Regions from separate parts of the Sus scrofa genome. Here region 2 is linked to region 1. A link is a contact called in public promoter capture Hi-C data. All regions are on one chromosome and are shown on one strand. The core of a region is the stretch at or near the end of the contact, and the rest is flanking DNA. Distances in the headings are between cores, read along the strand shown.

Region 1 (7,744 bases), core at 1,632-4,131:
AGGGAGGCCACAGGCCAGGTGCGCAATTGTTCCAGCTCATGCTCGTGAGCCGGAGTCCCTCGCGCCTGCTGGAACCCTCCCCTGACCTCTCCCCTCTCTCCTGGGAAGCGCGAGGACTGTAGGTCCCGGGATGGGGCCTGGGCTGAGGGCGGGAAGTCGTTCTACGAGGCCAGGTGTGTAGGAGGAACATCGAACCTCCAGAAGGTGGAATGGTGGTGGCTGAAGGAGGGAGGCTGCTCGTAGGTTTGGGGGAGAGTGGGCGTGAGCGTGAGCGTTACTTGGACAGACAGGTGGGCAGGACCATTGGATAGAAATGGTGGGCGGAGTCTGGTTCAGGGCATGCACTTGGTCCGGAGTCAAAGGAGCAGAGGATGTGCTTGAGCCCCACAGGCTCAGGCCCGCAGCTCACACCTGGAGGAGGGAGAAGAGTAGGCCGCACTGGTCCTGAGACTCTTCTTGGTTGGCTTGTGTAGTCGCTAACTATCTGCTAACTGATGCAAGGAGAAAAATCCACGTTAAGGGAGAACCTTCTGGAAGAGGTGCCTGAATCTCTAGAAGGGATGGTGGAGGTGCCAGAGGGGTGGAGAAAGAAGGTTCCAGAAATCTTGTAATTAGTAGGTGTTATAGTGCTTCTCAGTTTGTACCAGTTAGGCTCTTCCAGTGGTGTTGGGAAGGTGTGAACGAAAAGTCTAGGCTAACTGAAAAGGAGATTTAAGCAATTAAAGGGGAGAATTGTCTTTGAGGAAGGGAGGCACGTCTTCCTGTTTTAGCGTAAAAGACAGTAGTTTATTTAAAAAGTTTTTGCCAGATCCTGAACTCTGCCTGTAGTATAGATTTAGGAATTTTATGTCAGTTTTTTTTTTTTTTTGTTTTTTTGTTTTTTTGTTTTTTTTCCCCTGCATGGCCTGATTTCTCTGAAGCTAGTGTTTAAGACAGGCTTACAAAAGCTGTGAAGAGGCTTGTCAGTTAAAGATTCTTCAGGGATCGGGGGTGAGTGGGGGCAATGAAGGGCGTCCCTGAAAGAAGGAGTGCTAAAGTCTATAGATTATAAAGTGTGGGTTGTTTGTTTGTTTTGCTTTTTAGGGCCGTACCCACAGCATATGGAGGTTCCAAGGCTAGGGGTCCATACGGAGCTACAGTGGCTCACCTAGGCCACAGCCACAGCAACATCAGGTCCAAGCCGTGTCTGCATCCTCCACCACAGCTCACGGCAACACTGGATCCATTAACCCACTGAGTGAGCCCAGGGATCGAACCTGCAACTCATGGTTCCTAGTCGGATTTGTTTCCGCTGAGCCATGACAGGAACTCATAGAAAGTGGTTTTGAAGAGGCTTGGTGGATCTGAGATTTGAGGGGTGGGAAGAGCAGCATCCCTGGTTACCTTGGGGGGGAAAGGTGTTAAATGTCACCTGTCAGACTCACCAGGAATCATAGGCTCAAACCAAAAAGGCTTTGTACCCTGGAGACCTCAGTTTTGGTAGAGTTTTTTTTTTTTGTTTTGTTTTTTTGTCTTTTGTCTTTTGTCTTTTGTTGTTGTTGTTGCTATTTCTTGGGCCGCTCCCGCGGCATATGGAGGTTCCCAGGCTAGGGGTCCAATCGGAGCTGTAGCCACCGGTCTACACCAGAGCCACAGCAACGCGGGATCCCAGCTGCGTCTGCAACCTACACCACAGTTCACAGCAACGCCGGATCGTTAACCCACTGAGCAAGGGCAGGGACCGAACCCACAACCTCATGGTTCCTAGTCGGATTCGTTAACCACTGCGCCACGACGGGAACTCCTGGTAGAGTTTTAAAGAAGAGTTTTATAGAAAGGAATTGGATAAAGTTTTAGAGAAACAACTAAGGAATCGAGGAGATGGAGTAGTTTAATGTAAAAATAGACTGGAAGAAAAATTCAGACTCTGGTAGAAGAGAGGCCCAAACCAAAGCAAAACCCATAAATATTTATGGACAGAAAAATTTTATGATATGGTTATGTTACCGATAAACTTGCTTATAAAGCAAAATCATGCCCATATATGCCCTTCTGTAACTGGTGGTTAACTTACAGGACTGAGTTCTCTGAGAGGCTGTTTGGGTAAAAAAATATAAGTAAATTTAAGAGATTGTTGGTGGGTGAAGAGTGTTTAGAATAGAATAATCTGGGTTAAATAGAAGGTTTCGAAGTGAATATGATGTAAGAGGCTGGTTGTATCACTGATCTGATCCAAAGTAGCTTTTTTTTTTTTTTTTTAGGGCCACACCCATGGTATATAGAATTTCCTGGGCAAGGGGTCAAATTGGAGCTTTACCTGCCGGCCTGCAGCACAGCCACAGCAATACAAGATCCAAGCCACATCTTCAATCTACGCTGCAGCTTGCAGCAGTGCAGGATCTTTAACACACTGAGCAAGGCCAGAGATCAAACTCATCTCTCAGACACTGTGTTGGGTTCTTAATCCACTGAGCCACAATGTGAACGCCTTTTTTTTTTTTTTTAAATGCTTTGTGAGTCTGTGTTGAAGGAGAAGGAAACATAGGGCTCTTTAAAACTTTGTTTATTTATTTTTTGTCTTTTTGCCTTTTCTAGGGCTGCTTCCCACAGCATATGGAGGTTTCCATGCTAGGGGTCAAATCGGAGCTGTAGCCGCTGGCCTACACCAGAGCCACAGCAATGCGGGATCCGAGCCTTGTCTGTGACCTACACCACAGCTCACGGCAACGCCGATCCTTAAACCGACTGAGCAAGGCCAGGGATCGAACCCACAACTTCATGGTTCCTAGTTGGATTTGTTAACCACTGCACCACGATGGGAACTCCATCTTTAAAACTTTACAAACAGCTAGCTGGTAATTAACCAGAACAGATTAATGCCTGTGTTCTCTGCAGCCTTTCAATGGATCCTGTTCGACCACCCTCCAGGGTCCTGTCTCCTGTGCACCCATCTCGCTCTGTGCGGATGCCAGGCTCTCGGCCACAAGCTTCAAAACCTTTGGACTCAGCTCTGGGTAGGGCAGGACCTTCAGGCAGAGGCCATGTATTTGGAATGGGAGAAGAGCCAAGCCCACAGAGTGGGCCAACACAAAGGGTAACACCATGACTGCATGGATAGTAGTAGCATATGGCTTATTGTTAAATAGTGGGTTTCAAGGTACTTAGAAAACTGTGAAGCTCTATGCAAAAACAAGGGTTATTTTTTTCCCCTTAACACGTAGGTGCATCTTCTGGGCATATATTTCAAATTCTAGAGTTGCAAGTCTAGAAAAATTGCTCATAATGAATGCTAGATGGACTTGGGTAAATGCCTTAGTCCTCCAGCTTCTATAATTGTAAGTACATATATAAATAAATGATAGATTTAAAGATACAACCTTTTCCTTTTTATTGTGTGTTTAGATTTCCACTCTGGGCTTGACTCTAAGGTGTTATCAACCCACTCTAACCTCTGAGGTCATAGTTAAGAATGGTTCCTTTCAGATGTTCTTTGCTCAGATTTTTTTCCTCCGTCTTTTTAAGGCTGCACTTGTGGCATATGGTGTTTCCCAGGCTAGGAGTGGAATTGGAACTGCAGTTGCCAGTCTACACCACAGCCATAGCAACGCAGGATCCGAGCCTCCTATGCCACCTACACTACAGCTCACTGCAACACTGGATCTTTAACCCACTGAGGGAGGTCAAGGATCAAATCTGCATCCTCATGGATACTCGTTGGGTTTATAACTTGCTGAGTTACAACGGGAACTCCTCTTTGCCCAAATCAAAAGGATCTTCAGCTATTGCTTCAGCTGTATTTATACTTGCATGGATGTGCATTTTTAGTCTCTTAATTATATAGTAATTTTAAGAATGATATTTGTCAATAATTAATAAACCTCAAAGAAAAAAGAGCAAATACAGAAAGGACCTAATAATGCAGTTACGACAATTTTTAGTAATGTTGACAGTGTCAAATAAATGTAATGTTATGTAAAAAACATTGGTGACAGTATTCTAGTATTTTTACTCACATGGATTGAGTCCATATGTAGCAGCTGTGATTGGTGTAATGATAGTAAACTTTCAAGGCTGCTGCAGGCAAACAGTAGCAAGTTTTGTTTAGGTTGTTTGAAAAAAACGCAAATGATTTGTTTTTTGGAGAGATTTGTTAGTCAGTATGCTTGTTCCACTTCCTTAGGTGTACACGAAATTAACTAGAAAAATTGAAAAGGTGATTCTGTGACTTTTGTTATACATCGAATCATAGACTATATTTATGCTTAAAAACCTAATATGACATAGTTATAAATGTTTTGTATTTTTCCTTTTTTGGCTACACCTATGCCTTATGGAAATTACTGGGCAAGGGATCAAACCTGAGCCATGGTTGTGGCAGCACCAGATCCTTAACCCTCTGTACCAGGCTGAGGATTGAACCCGCACTGCCACAGAGACAACGCCAGATCATTAACCTGTTGCACCACAGTGGGAACTCCAATTATAAGTTTTTTTAAAAGACTCTAAGTATTTTAAACAGTTTTTATGAGATATTTTTATTCTTTGTTCTCATAGCATTTATAGAATTTGAAGTGGATGGATGATTTTTATTATTTACCAAGACTTTAAGAAAACCAACAGTATTTCTGGAGTTTTTAAACTACATCTTACAGTAACTTTATTCTTTGATTTTCCGTAGGAATCTGTGGGTTTGGTCCCCATGTTCCAAGGACTGGGCCTTGAAACAGCATCCCAGACCTCTCTGAAACAGGAAATGCCTCCTTTAGGTATGTAGAAAGCTATCTCAAGAAAATGTGTTGTATGTATGATGCCTTTGTTCTTAAATTCATATAGTATGTCTTCAGAAAAATTACATACTTTGCAAAATGTCCGGCTTATAGTTACAGCTAGGGTTTGATGCTTTTGTTTAGGTAGAGGCATTTTAGGTCGAGGCTTGTCTACCAGGGTGGCACGCAAGGACAAAGAAGAACCCCATCCCACTCTTCTGGATCCTTCAGTGTTGGCAGCTGGGGATAGCAAGATGGCAGAGGCCTCTTTTGGTTGGAATAGGTGGGTAAAGTTGCCTTCTTGAATAGCCATCAAATTCGGGTGAAAAATCTGAGTCCAAAGAGAAACTCTAAAGAGGATTATGTTACTTCACAGACAAACGATGCATGGTTTTATGTTAAGAACGGGTTCCAAGAGGGAGTTCCCGTCGTGGCGCAGTGGTTAACAAATCCGACTAGGAACCATGAGGTTGCGGGTTTGATCCCTGCCCTTGCTCAGTGGGTTAAGGATCTGGCCAACGTTGACTAGGAACCATGAGGTTGCGGGTTCGATCCCTGCCCTTGCTCAGTGGGTTAAGGATCTGGCCAACGTTGCCGTGAGCTGTGGTGTGGGTCGCAGACGCGGCTCAGATCTGGCGTTACTGTGGCTCTAGCGTAGGCCAGCAGCTACAGCTCCAACTGGACCCCTAACCCGGGAACCTCCATATGCCGTGGGAGCAGTTCAAGAAAAGGCAAAAGACAAAAAAAAAAAGAAAAGAATGGGTTTCAAGACTATTCAGCAGGTACCAATCCAGTTAGTCTTTGGACAAGGGTCAACAGTTCTCTACTGAATAGTTCATACTCCATTTGCCCTCTTTAAGAAGTCAGCCTGGAGTTCCCTGGTGGCTTGGCTAGTTAAGGATCTAGTGTTGTCTCTGCTGTGGCTCTGGTAGCCGTGGTGGTGCAGGTTCAGTCCCCGGCCTGGGAACTTCCACATGCCATGGGCTTGCCTCCCCCCTCCCCCCAAAAAAAAGCCTGATGGTATTTTTTTTAAAGCCAGGTGGGTCAAACTTCCACCTCAGTTTCTGCTGTGGAAGTTGGCTGTGAAAGTCAGTATTGATAGATTGATAGTAGTTGATAAATGAGTCATGTGACATAGCGGATTTGGAGAGAATCCCTTTTTTGCTGACTCCTCCAGGGAGAGAATGTAGATTTGGGGGACTCATTTAGATGGGCCATAGATAGAAATGTGATCAAGAAAGTCCTGACTTGCCTCTGCAACATTTCAGAATGCTTGGAAGAGGGAATTTGGATGCATCTTTATTACCTGTGGGAAGAGCAGGTCGTGGTATTGGCAGAGGAGTATACAAGCCTCTGAGTGCTGCCAGCCTGACAGGTGTTATTGGTAGAGGAGTGTACAAGGCTCCAGGCCTGACTTCTCCGGATCCCGCCCAGCTGTCATCTCCGTCACCCCTGCCTCCAGCACCACTGCACTCTCTGGATCACCCTCCACTTGGGACTGCAGAACACAAGGAAAAGTAAGTCAGGAGTGCTGCCTTCCCTGCTTGATGTTGACGTGGAAGAGGCTTTCTCATAGTATTGTCAACTCTGTTCTGTTGTGTCTAAAGTCCTCCCTGGATGGTAGGTACTGCAGGGTTGGGTTTTTTTCTTTTTTTTTTTTCTTTTTTTGGAAGTGGGGAGAACAACAGGGAGGTGGGACAATTCCTAATGAAGTGAAGTGGGGTTTGTTTATTTGTTTGTTTATTTACTTTTTAGGGCCACACCCATAGCGTATGGGGGTTCCCCGGCTAGGGGTCAAATCAAAGCTGTAGCTGCTAGCCTATGCCACAGCCACAGCAACAGCAACATGGGATCTGAGCCGCGTCTGCAACCTACACCACAGCTCACGGCAACGCCAGATCCTTAATCCACTGAGCAAGGCCAGGGAACGAACCTGCATCCTCATGGATGCTTGTTGGGCTCATTTCCACTGAGCCACCATGGGAACTCCTGAAATGGAGTTTATGGTGACAGTGTGTATCAGAGAATAAACATCCCCTTCTCAGCTCAGACATAGATACTTCGTTGTCATGTTGAAGATAAAGAAAGGATCTAAGACAAATATTCCAGCAGTTCGTCCACAGAACTAGTTCTTATCGTTCTTAGAGAGCCAGCCTCATAGGATGACTTTGCTTCTCTAATTAGAGATTGCTAAGAATTTACCTTCTTGCTTTCAAAGCTTCTTTTTGTATGTCTGGGTTCCTGGTCTGTGTACCTGTAGGCGAAATGTGAGATACTACTTCCTCCAATCTATCTTTCTTTCTCCCCTCCTTTCCCCCTCCCCTTTCCTTTCTTTTCGCTTGTATTTTTGTGGTACAGCGTTTTTTCTTTGTTTTTCGTGTATGTGGGTACTTTTGTTTTTATTTTTTTATTTTCTAGAGAGATTCTTGTGAAGCAAGGATCAAAAGGAACACCTCAATATTTGGGATTAAACCTTATCAAAATACAGTGTCAAAATGAAGCAGTTTATCAATATCATGTGACTTTCAGGTATTCACAGCTTTTTTCTCCTGTTATTGTTCACTTTCTAGAGAGCAGTGATAAAATAGTTCCATAGGAATATAACTGAATTGTTCTTCTATATAATTCCAGATGAATCTCTCCCTGCAATAATTCATATACACAAATGCTTCCAATAAATTTACAGTTATCATTTTTTTGTATTTAGCTATATTAGCGATTTAGATTTCAACATAAGTACCTTTTTTTTTTTTTCTTTTTAGGGTGCACCTGCAGCATATGGAAATTCCCAGGCTACGGGTCCAGTTGGAGCTATAGCTGCCAGCCTACACCAAAGCGACAGCAACGCAGGATCCTAGTCACACTTGCAACCTACACCACAGCTCAAGGCAACGCCAGATCCTTTAGCCCACTGAGGGAGGCCAGGGATTGAACTCACATCCTCATGGATACTAGTCAGGTTTGTTTCCACTGAGCCATAACAGAACTCCCTGTATATT
Region 2 (7,744 bases), core at 1,788-4,287, 240 kb after region 1:
TGTGGATCTGTAAGGAAAAATAACACACCTCGGGGCAGGCGGGGGGCTGAGGGGTAGGCTCTTTAGAGATGAAAATGTGTCAGTGAGGGGATCCTATCAGCTTCAGCAGTAGAGGTTGAAAGTCTAAATCAGTTTCACTCTCAGTGCAGCCACAGCAAGGGCCACAGTGCAGTTTACGGGCTGGAAAATGAGCCCACAGTTCTCATTCCAAATAAGCTACATATACATTTGGGGATCTTTCGTATCCCAATAGCATCCTCACTTAGCAGTGTCCTTACACTTCAGCTAAACCTTCAGTAAAATGAGGTAATACTTGCCTTTATTTCAGAGTCATGAAAAAAAATTTTTTTTAGGCCTGGAAATTAAGAACTCAAGTGCAAATTCATATTTACCTCTCACTCCATCTAGGTCCAATCCCTGCTCTATTGCCTGCTGTATGTAATTGCCGGGTCTTTTGGGGGTTTTTTAAATCATAACTTCCAGGTTTTAGAAAGTCGGTTCAATTTTGATACAGTGGATTAGTAATAGTGGTATGTTAGCCTTTTTAATGTTGCTGCAGTTCAAGAGAAGGTTCATCATAGAATTCAAGGAGGTGGAACGACAAGGTCATTCTTTTGTTTGGAAGCCAGCGCTCTGCCTGGCAGTATCCACTGGCCAGAAAACCAGCCCTCTTATCTTCCTTATCTCAGTTTACCTGCTGGGACGGGGTGACGCAGACCTAGTTTTCCAGCTCCTGGTCTGTGTGCCCTGCTTTAAGGCTGAGTTAATTTGGCCGGGTTTTCCCTCTGAGGTCATCATTTATTTATCTTTCCCTCATAAAATCAGCTTTCTGAAGAGCTGACAGCCACTTGCTCTGTCTTTCTGTCCTGAGAACTAAAAGAGGTTCATCCAGTTCAGTCTTTCTCAAAGACGCCCCATCTGTGCTTGCCTGCTCATCTATAAAAGGAGGGAGAGAGAACAGTCGTTGGCATGATGTCAGTGGAAAGGCCTCCCCGAAGACAGACTAGTAATTGGATGGACAGAAGGCTGAGCTCTCTCCCAGCCTCCCGGGTTTGGATGTGCTTGACTCTCAGAACCTTGACTTACGTCACATGTGTGCTATGGAAATATCTGTGTCAGCCAGGCCTGAACCCCTCACTCTCTATCCCATGGGGATCCACTCGCCCTGGCTGCCAGGTCCCAACACTGGCCGCACTTGACCTGTAATGGGTTTCTTTTTTCACTCACAGAGATCCCTGACTTTACAGCAACTGAACCAAAACACTTGGATTAAGCCGAGGGTCTTCCAAGTGTCCCAGTGAGTCACTTATGTTCCCCTTCTCCCACTCCTGTTCCCATGAGTATTTGGCCTGATGAGGACTTTTAGTAGAATTGGCTGGCGACCTTAGCAAGAGCTAGAATCAGGAGAAGGGGACAGAGCCCAGGGGACGAAACAGTCCAGAATTGTGCTCATGTCTTGATGTGCCTTGGTTTCAGTTCCTCGCTTTAGAATTACTGTGGTCTTCCCTTCTAGAGAAGTCCAGCTCCTCAGAAGGGACAGTGCTTTCTTTGCTAATCCACTCCATCTGCTTGCTCAGTTTCCTTGGTGGGAAGAAAACACTTCCGAGAGCACAAATTAAAAACCTGTTGAGAGCCCAAGTAAAGAATATACCAGAGTTCCTTCCTATGGAGAAGAGAGGGATCAGCAGCTGCCCTTCCTTTGTCTAATGTGGGGGGGAGCAAGGGTGTTGTGCTGAAGCACAGACTCGGGGAGCTCCTTGGCTGCTCTGGGTGGACTGAGTGACATTTGAATACCAGACTCCCAGTACTGGACACAGATACTCCTCAAGAACTGAGAGTTCAGGTTCATGTCTTCTGGGATCCCTGGCTTCCTTTTTCCTGCTGGAGAACACTGAATTCTCACTTACAATAAACAGCTACTTAAGTGCTCTTTCCATTCATCCTTCCTCTTGGTGACAGAAGCTGGGTTCAGAGTGACCTGAGTTCCCCTCCCCCTCTGTGTGAAGAGCCACAGCATCTATTGGTAGGCTCTTGGGTAATCATCCCTTAGTCTGGTGGGCGTGGACAGACCTCTGTTGACAAGGGGGCCATTGGGGGATAATCCAGGGAACGAAAGGAGGTGGCCTCAAGGAGCAGGGTGGGGGTGGGGCACACTGCCAACTGGGATCAGATAGCCAGGGAAAACAGAGCAGTTATGTAACAGTGTTTACTATGGCTCAGGTGGCTCTGAGAAGGCAGAGGCTGCCCCCTGACAAAAGGCCATGCCAGAGATGGGGAAGAGTCACAGGGAGGGAGGTCCCTGTTAGATGATAAGGGAGGAGATAGTGCCTTGGGATAAAAGGAATCTGCTGGGTTGACAACAGCTAGGTCACCCAAGACAGCCTTCCCTATCCTCAGCTTCTCCCTGAGCCATGCCAGCTATCTGCGGGGTCAGGCCAGCAGCAGATAGAGCTGAGGCTGGAGGGAGAAATCAGACACCTGGGTTTTGGCGGAATCTCCAGACTTCAGTACTTTTTCCCTTTAATCTCTCATTTTTCAAAGGGGTAGGATTCTTCTCCCTAAATATGGGCAGAAAGGGAGGAATCAGTCCAGGTTCCTTATGCTCTATGCTCCCATCCTGTCTTCTGTGAGCTGGATGGGCACCAGGGAACATGTTGGAGGGATCCTGCCACAGCTCCTCCCAAACACATTGCTGCTTCTGACTCTGGGAGAGAGAGCTATTGCCACTGGTGCCAGGGCAAAGCAGGTTCTGACCTGAGAGAGGAGATCAACCCAGCAGGACATAAGCAGACAGGCAGAAGTCAAAGCAGCTCAGGAGGAAGGCTCAAGTCTCCAGCTGGGCCTTCCCTGCCCCCTCCTACAAAGCTGTTTACCGGATTCCCCATTCCCATAGAGATGAGGCTGCTAGCCAGTCCCCAGCTCCTTGCCCGTGGCTGCCACCTCCTCTTGTGAGAAACAGGAAGTTGGGACCTTTGTCGGCTCAGCTGCACCCTCTACATTAAATATTTATCTTGGAGTCCAGGTCAGAGCCCTAGAGAATAAGAGAAGCTCGCTGCTGGTGAGAGAGGGTATGGCCAGGATTCTTGGAGTTGGAAGAACATCGGCTTCACCATCTTTGGAGAACAAGGAAGAGCATGAAAGAGATGTGGTCCTTAATCAACAGGATGCTGACAGGTGGGAAAAAACAAACAAACAAAAAGTTGGTAACGAGGGAAACAGGCACACATTTTTCCCTGAGGGAGGGAAGAGGGTGATACATAAGGGATGGTGACCTCTGGAGGTTCCCAGGTTAGGGGTAGAATTGGAGCTGCAGCTGCCTGCCTAAGGCACAGCCACAGCAAGGCCAGATCTGAGCCACGTCTGTGACGTACACCACAGCTCACAGCAACTCAGGTCCTTAACCCACTGAGGGGGCTGCCAGGGATCAAACCCAAGTCTTCATGGATACTAGTCGTGTTCGTTAACCACCAAGCCAAGATGGGAACTCCCCATCTTCTGATGCTGTCCATGGGGAGGGGCTACGTGCACTCAGTGGTGCCACTTCTGCTAGTGCAGCCATTCTGTTCCACGCGGCACTGTGCAGACACTGGAAGCTAGGGGCATGCCTCTCTCTCAGCCTTCTCAACCTAAGCCTCTTCTTCTGCTGTTCCCATGTGAGATCGTTTCCACTTGGTTCACCTGAACGCCAATAGCACTTTTAACTGAAGTGGGAAAAGATGTAGCCGATAGTGTCAGTGATGGCAGGGAATTAAAAAAAAAAAAAATTGTTTTTTAATTATTTTTATTTTGTTTTTTAGGGCTGTACCCGCAGCATATGGACATTCCCAGGCTAGGGGTCCAATCGCAGCTGAAGCCACTGGCCTACGCCAGAGCCACAGCAACACGCAATCCAAGCTGCTTATGCGACCTACACCACAGCTCACAGCAACGCCAGATCCTTAACCCACTGAGCGAGGCCAGGGATCCAGCTCATGTCCTTATGGATGCTAGTCGGGTTTGCTAGCCACTGAACCACAACGGGAACTCCCAAGACTTTTAAATACAATTTAATCCTTCTCCTCTTTCTTCCTTCTCAACTTGTGAGTTGGAAGATGAGCTCGGAAAATACTCTGAAGTACATAGTGGCCTAGAGATACCAATCTTACACCCAGTAGATATGCAATAAATGTTTTCTATTTTCATAATTTATAATTGACCACTACCAAAAGAAATCACAAATTGCCCAAAAATTATTGGCTGTCTGCTTGGTTTGGGGCTTGGGGTCCCAGAGCCAAGCCAAGGACTAAGAAGTACCCCAGAATCTCTCTACTGGCCATAAACACTCCATAAGTGCCCTCACTATTACGAGTCCTATGTGGGCACAGAGCTTAGGCGAGAAGAGGGGATGGTCAGAGAGGTCGGGTTCCCATGGGCACGCGGGCTCTTGGGACCGGTGTCAGAGCAGGGGGAACAGCGGAAAAGCAGCAAGATCAAAACAATACGGTGTATGGGAACACCAAGACCCTGGTAACCCCATCCCCGCCAAAAGGACCCCGCCCTTATCCTCTTCAGGGGCGCGGCAGGCCCAGGGGGCCGCTCCCTTAGGCCGATTTCCTCCAGCGGCTGCCCTCCCGCGGAGGCTTGCACGTGTGTGAGCATCCGCCCGTTGCCTGTGCACGCGCACGTGTGTTGTTTGCACCCGCCTGGACGCGCGCTCACTCAAGAACAAACTCTCTCCCGAAGTGGGGAGGGAGGCGGCGGGGCCTTAACTCGGCCCGCTAGGCCGCTCTGCCAGTGCGGCGCCCTTATCTCGGCCACAGCCTGTCTGCATCCCGGTCCCGTCTCCGAGGCCGCCAGTCCGTATCAGTTGCTGGCTGGGCCCGGGTTCTTTAATCATTCCTGCCCTCTGTCCTGGCTCCGGCGTGCAGCGGCTCCCTTCCCACCCGCTGGAAATGTCGCTGGAAACTCTGAGTGGAGCTTGCCGGCCCCCGCCCGACGCCAGTCCTGCGGTGGGGGCCAGGGGAAGCAGCTGGGAAAGCGGAGCGGGCTCCCCGGGGACACTGGGCGGTCCCTCCCGGCGCCGCCTCGCGACCAGCCCGGCCCCGGCAAGGTCCTCGGTGTCCCCGCGCCCTGACGGGGGGCACTCGCACGCCCCCGGCCGGCGGGCCCGAGCCCCCGCCCTCCACTCCAGCCCGGCCCGCGGTGCGATCGCAGCGAGACACACTCCGCCGCCCGCCAGCCAGGGCGCCTCTCACGGTCCTTCCTCCCCGCGCGCGCCTAAGCCCCAGCTCCCGCCCCGTGGATCCCCCTCTTCCTTCTTGGGCGCGCAGCCTAACGGAGCCAGTCCTGACCCGGTCACGAGGGCGAACGGCACGACTCGGACTTCTCCCTGCCCGCCCTCCCCGAGGGTCCGCTGTGGCCGCGCCAGGCAGGAGCCGCGCAGAGATGCTCTTGCCCTCCCGGGCGTCCTCAGTCCCCGCCACCTGCTCGCCTGGGAAGGTAGGTGCCGGGAAGGAGAGGCTGCGGAGAGGAGGCGGGGTGGAGTGCGGGGCCGCTGTCGGGGAAGGGCCGGCGCCCAACACCAGGGGAAGGCAGGGAGCCCCTCCCCCTGGGGTCCTGTCCCAAACTCTGGGGAGGAAAGAGGTGAGATGCCCCCCTCAATCCAGTTAAGGTGAAAATCGAGAAAACCTATTCCTGCCCACATGGACTTGTAGCTGGAAAATACCCTGGAATGCGCCTACCCCAAGCCCCCAAGGTCAGGGCAGTACTTAGAAGGAAGTAGGAATCTGCCAACTATAGCAGGGTGACTTTGCCTTCTCTAGCCCATGGGAGCTGGCTGCGGGGGTGAAGGGCTGCCTGAATATTCTGCAGGGACCCCAGGAATTTCCTGGCACCCCCTATCTTCTGCTAGCTGGGAGACCCATTGCCCCCCCCCCACACACACACACCTCACCTCCATCCTCCCTATGAGGTGTTCTTACCGTCTCCTGGTACAGCAGTCAGAAGGAACACTCAGTCCACCCTTCCCCTCCCACCCCTGCATATCCTGGGGAGGCGGGGTGCATTGGGAAGGGTCAGGCTGGGCCACTCAGAATCAGCAGCCCCTGAAAAATCGGGTGGTGTGGGCAAGACCTCCTGCCTGCCCTTTCCTACTAGAGGGCAGTTCTCAGCACAGCAGGGTGAGCCCCAGGGAGAGGGGAGGAGGTGGGGTCAGCTGATGGCCTGCCCAAGCTGACCTTGCAGTTTGGCCTCCAGTGGTCAGCTGGCTTGGGAGGGGTTGCTGCTAGGAACCAGCCTGCCCTACCCTCTGGATGGCTCTCTCTCCCCTGCCTCAATTTCCCCTGCAAAGGAAGGGAGAGCAGCAGGAACTGGGGTGTGTCTGCATGTTTTGCTTTTGGTAGGAGTCCTAATTGGATCCAGCTGGTGAGCAGCCCCTCCTCCAGCCTCAGCCCTCCACTCCCCCCACAGCAGGGGTGGCGACAGAAAAGCTGGGTCCCCACTAGGTCTTTTTGAATGTTAGAAGGAATCTTCTCTCAGACCAGAGTCAGGGAGCTGCCCCCAGCTCAGTGCGTACGCTCCAGCCCCCCGTGGCTTGAGCAAAACCTGGGTACAGCAGTAATCAGAGATCCCATTGAGCCTTCATCCCCTCTGGTCTCTCCCATGCTGTTCGTATGACCCCCCCAGTGCACACCTCGCACCTGCTATTCAGCTGATACCTTTCTGTACTCACACCCCCCATGCTGCTTGCATGACCCCACCCCGTGGTACGCTCCCCTAAGTCACATCTGCAGCTCTGTGCTTACACTCTACTAGGCACACAGCACCTACAAGGCCCTTGAAGCCCTCCCGTGAGCCCCCAGCCCCACAGGCACACGCAAGCCTTAGCTGAACAAAAATGTCAGCATTGGTCCAGCACCAAAGTGTGGCAGATGTTGGCTCAGCTTCTGGCCCTGTCCAACCGGACAGGTGAGGCAGGATGGGCTGGGCAGCGCAGCTCTCTGGTAGAAGAGCCCTGTTGGACAGTCCCACTGCCTCCCGGATGCAGGGAGCCCTCTCCTCTGACCCTGCCCTCCCCTCTGACCCAGCTGGCCGGTCAGGCATAGTGCTCCCAGAAAGACCCTCGGTTCAAAAATCAGACTGGATGGAGGTGCTGTCCTGGCTCAGTGAACAAACCCAACCAGTATCCATGAGGATGCGGGTTCGATCCCTGGCCTTGTTCAATGGGTTAAGGATCTGTAAGGATTTGGTGTTGCCGTGAGCTGTGGTGTAGGTCACAGAATTGGCTTGGGTCTGGCGTGGCTGTGGCTGTGGTGTAGGCTGGCAGCTGTAGCTCCGATTTGACCCCTAGCCTAGGAACTTCCATATGCCATGGATGCAGCCCTTGGAAGAAAAACAAAACAAAACAAAACCAAAACCCAGCCTGGAGGTGTAGGAGAAAACGAGTGTGCACTGCGTGCGTGTGTGTGTGTGCACGGCCCTCAGCACTACCTCCCCAGAAGCATGTCTAACTTTGTACTCACCCACTGCTTGACTCTCCACCCCCAGCCCTTACTGGCACTCAGAGCCCTCTGAGGCTTCAGTCTGGGCAAAAAGTCCAAAGAAGGAAGCCGATCCTCCTTTGAGCTCAGGAGGGTCCCTGGGGCCTGGAAATGCCTTCACGCTCTCCCCTCTCTCAGGAACCTTGGCCCTGTGGGACAGTGGGCGGGCGGGCTTGCTGTTGCCCAGGGCCTCGCCCCCAGCCTGAGCCTGAGCCACCCCTTGTGCC

Evidence for each region. Promoter capture Hi-C pulls out the DNA fragments that hold promoters and counts their contacts.
Region 2: a contact with region 1 is called in a promoter capture Hi-C map of liver, with 4 times the contacts expected there. The contact joins the promoter of SORBS3 here to the promoter of PIWIL2 in region 1. A contact is called at or near these places in 1 of 5 promoter capture datasets (liver), 1 of 47 Hi-C or Micro-C datasets (embryonic fibroblasts) and 1 of 2 datasets of contacts at active chromatin or transcription factors (alveolar macrophages).

Annotation. Positions count from the first base shown.
Region 1 is chr14:6,560,787-6,568,530 of Sscrofa11.1, forward strand. It overlaps PIWIL2 (piwi like RNA-mediated gene silencing 2), which reads left to right and starts at 2,882. Exons shown (of 22, transcript NM_001194971.1): 1 at 2,882-3,073; 2 at 4,658-4,745; 3 at 4,890-5,028; 4 at 6,014-6,262; 5 at 7,164-7,274. The coding sequence starts at 2,882.
Region 2 is chr14:6,799,907-6,807,650 of Sscrofa11.1, forward strand. SORBS3 (vinexin) reads left to right here and starts at 3,038. Exons shown (of 26, transcript XM_021073000.1): 1 at 3,038-3,174. The coding sequence starts at 3,071.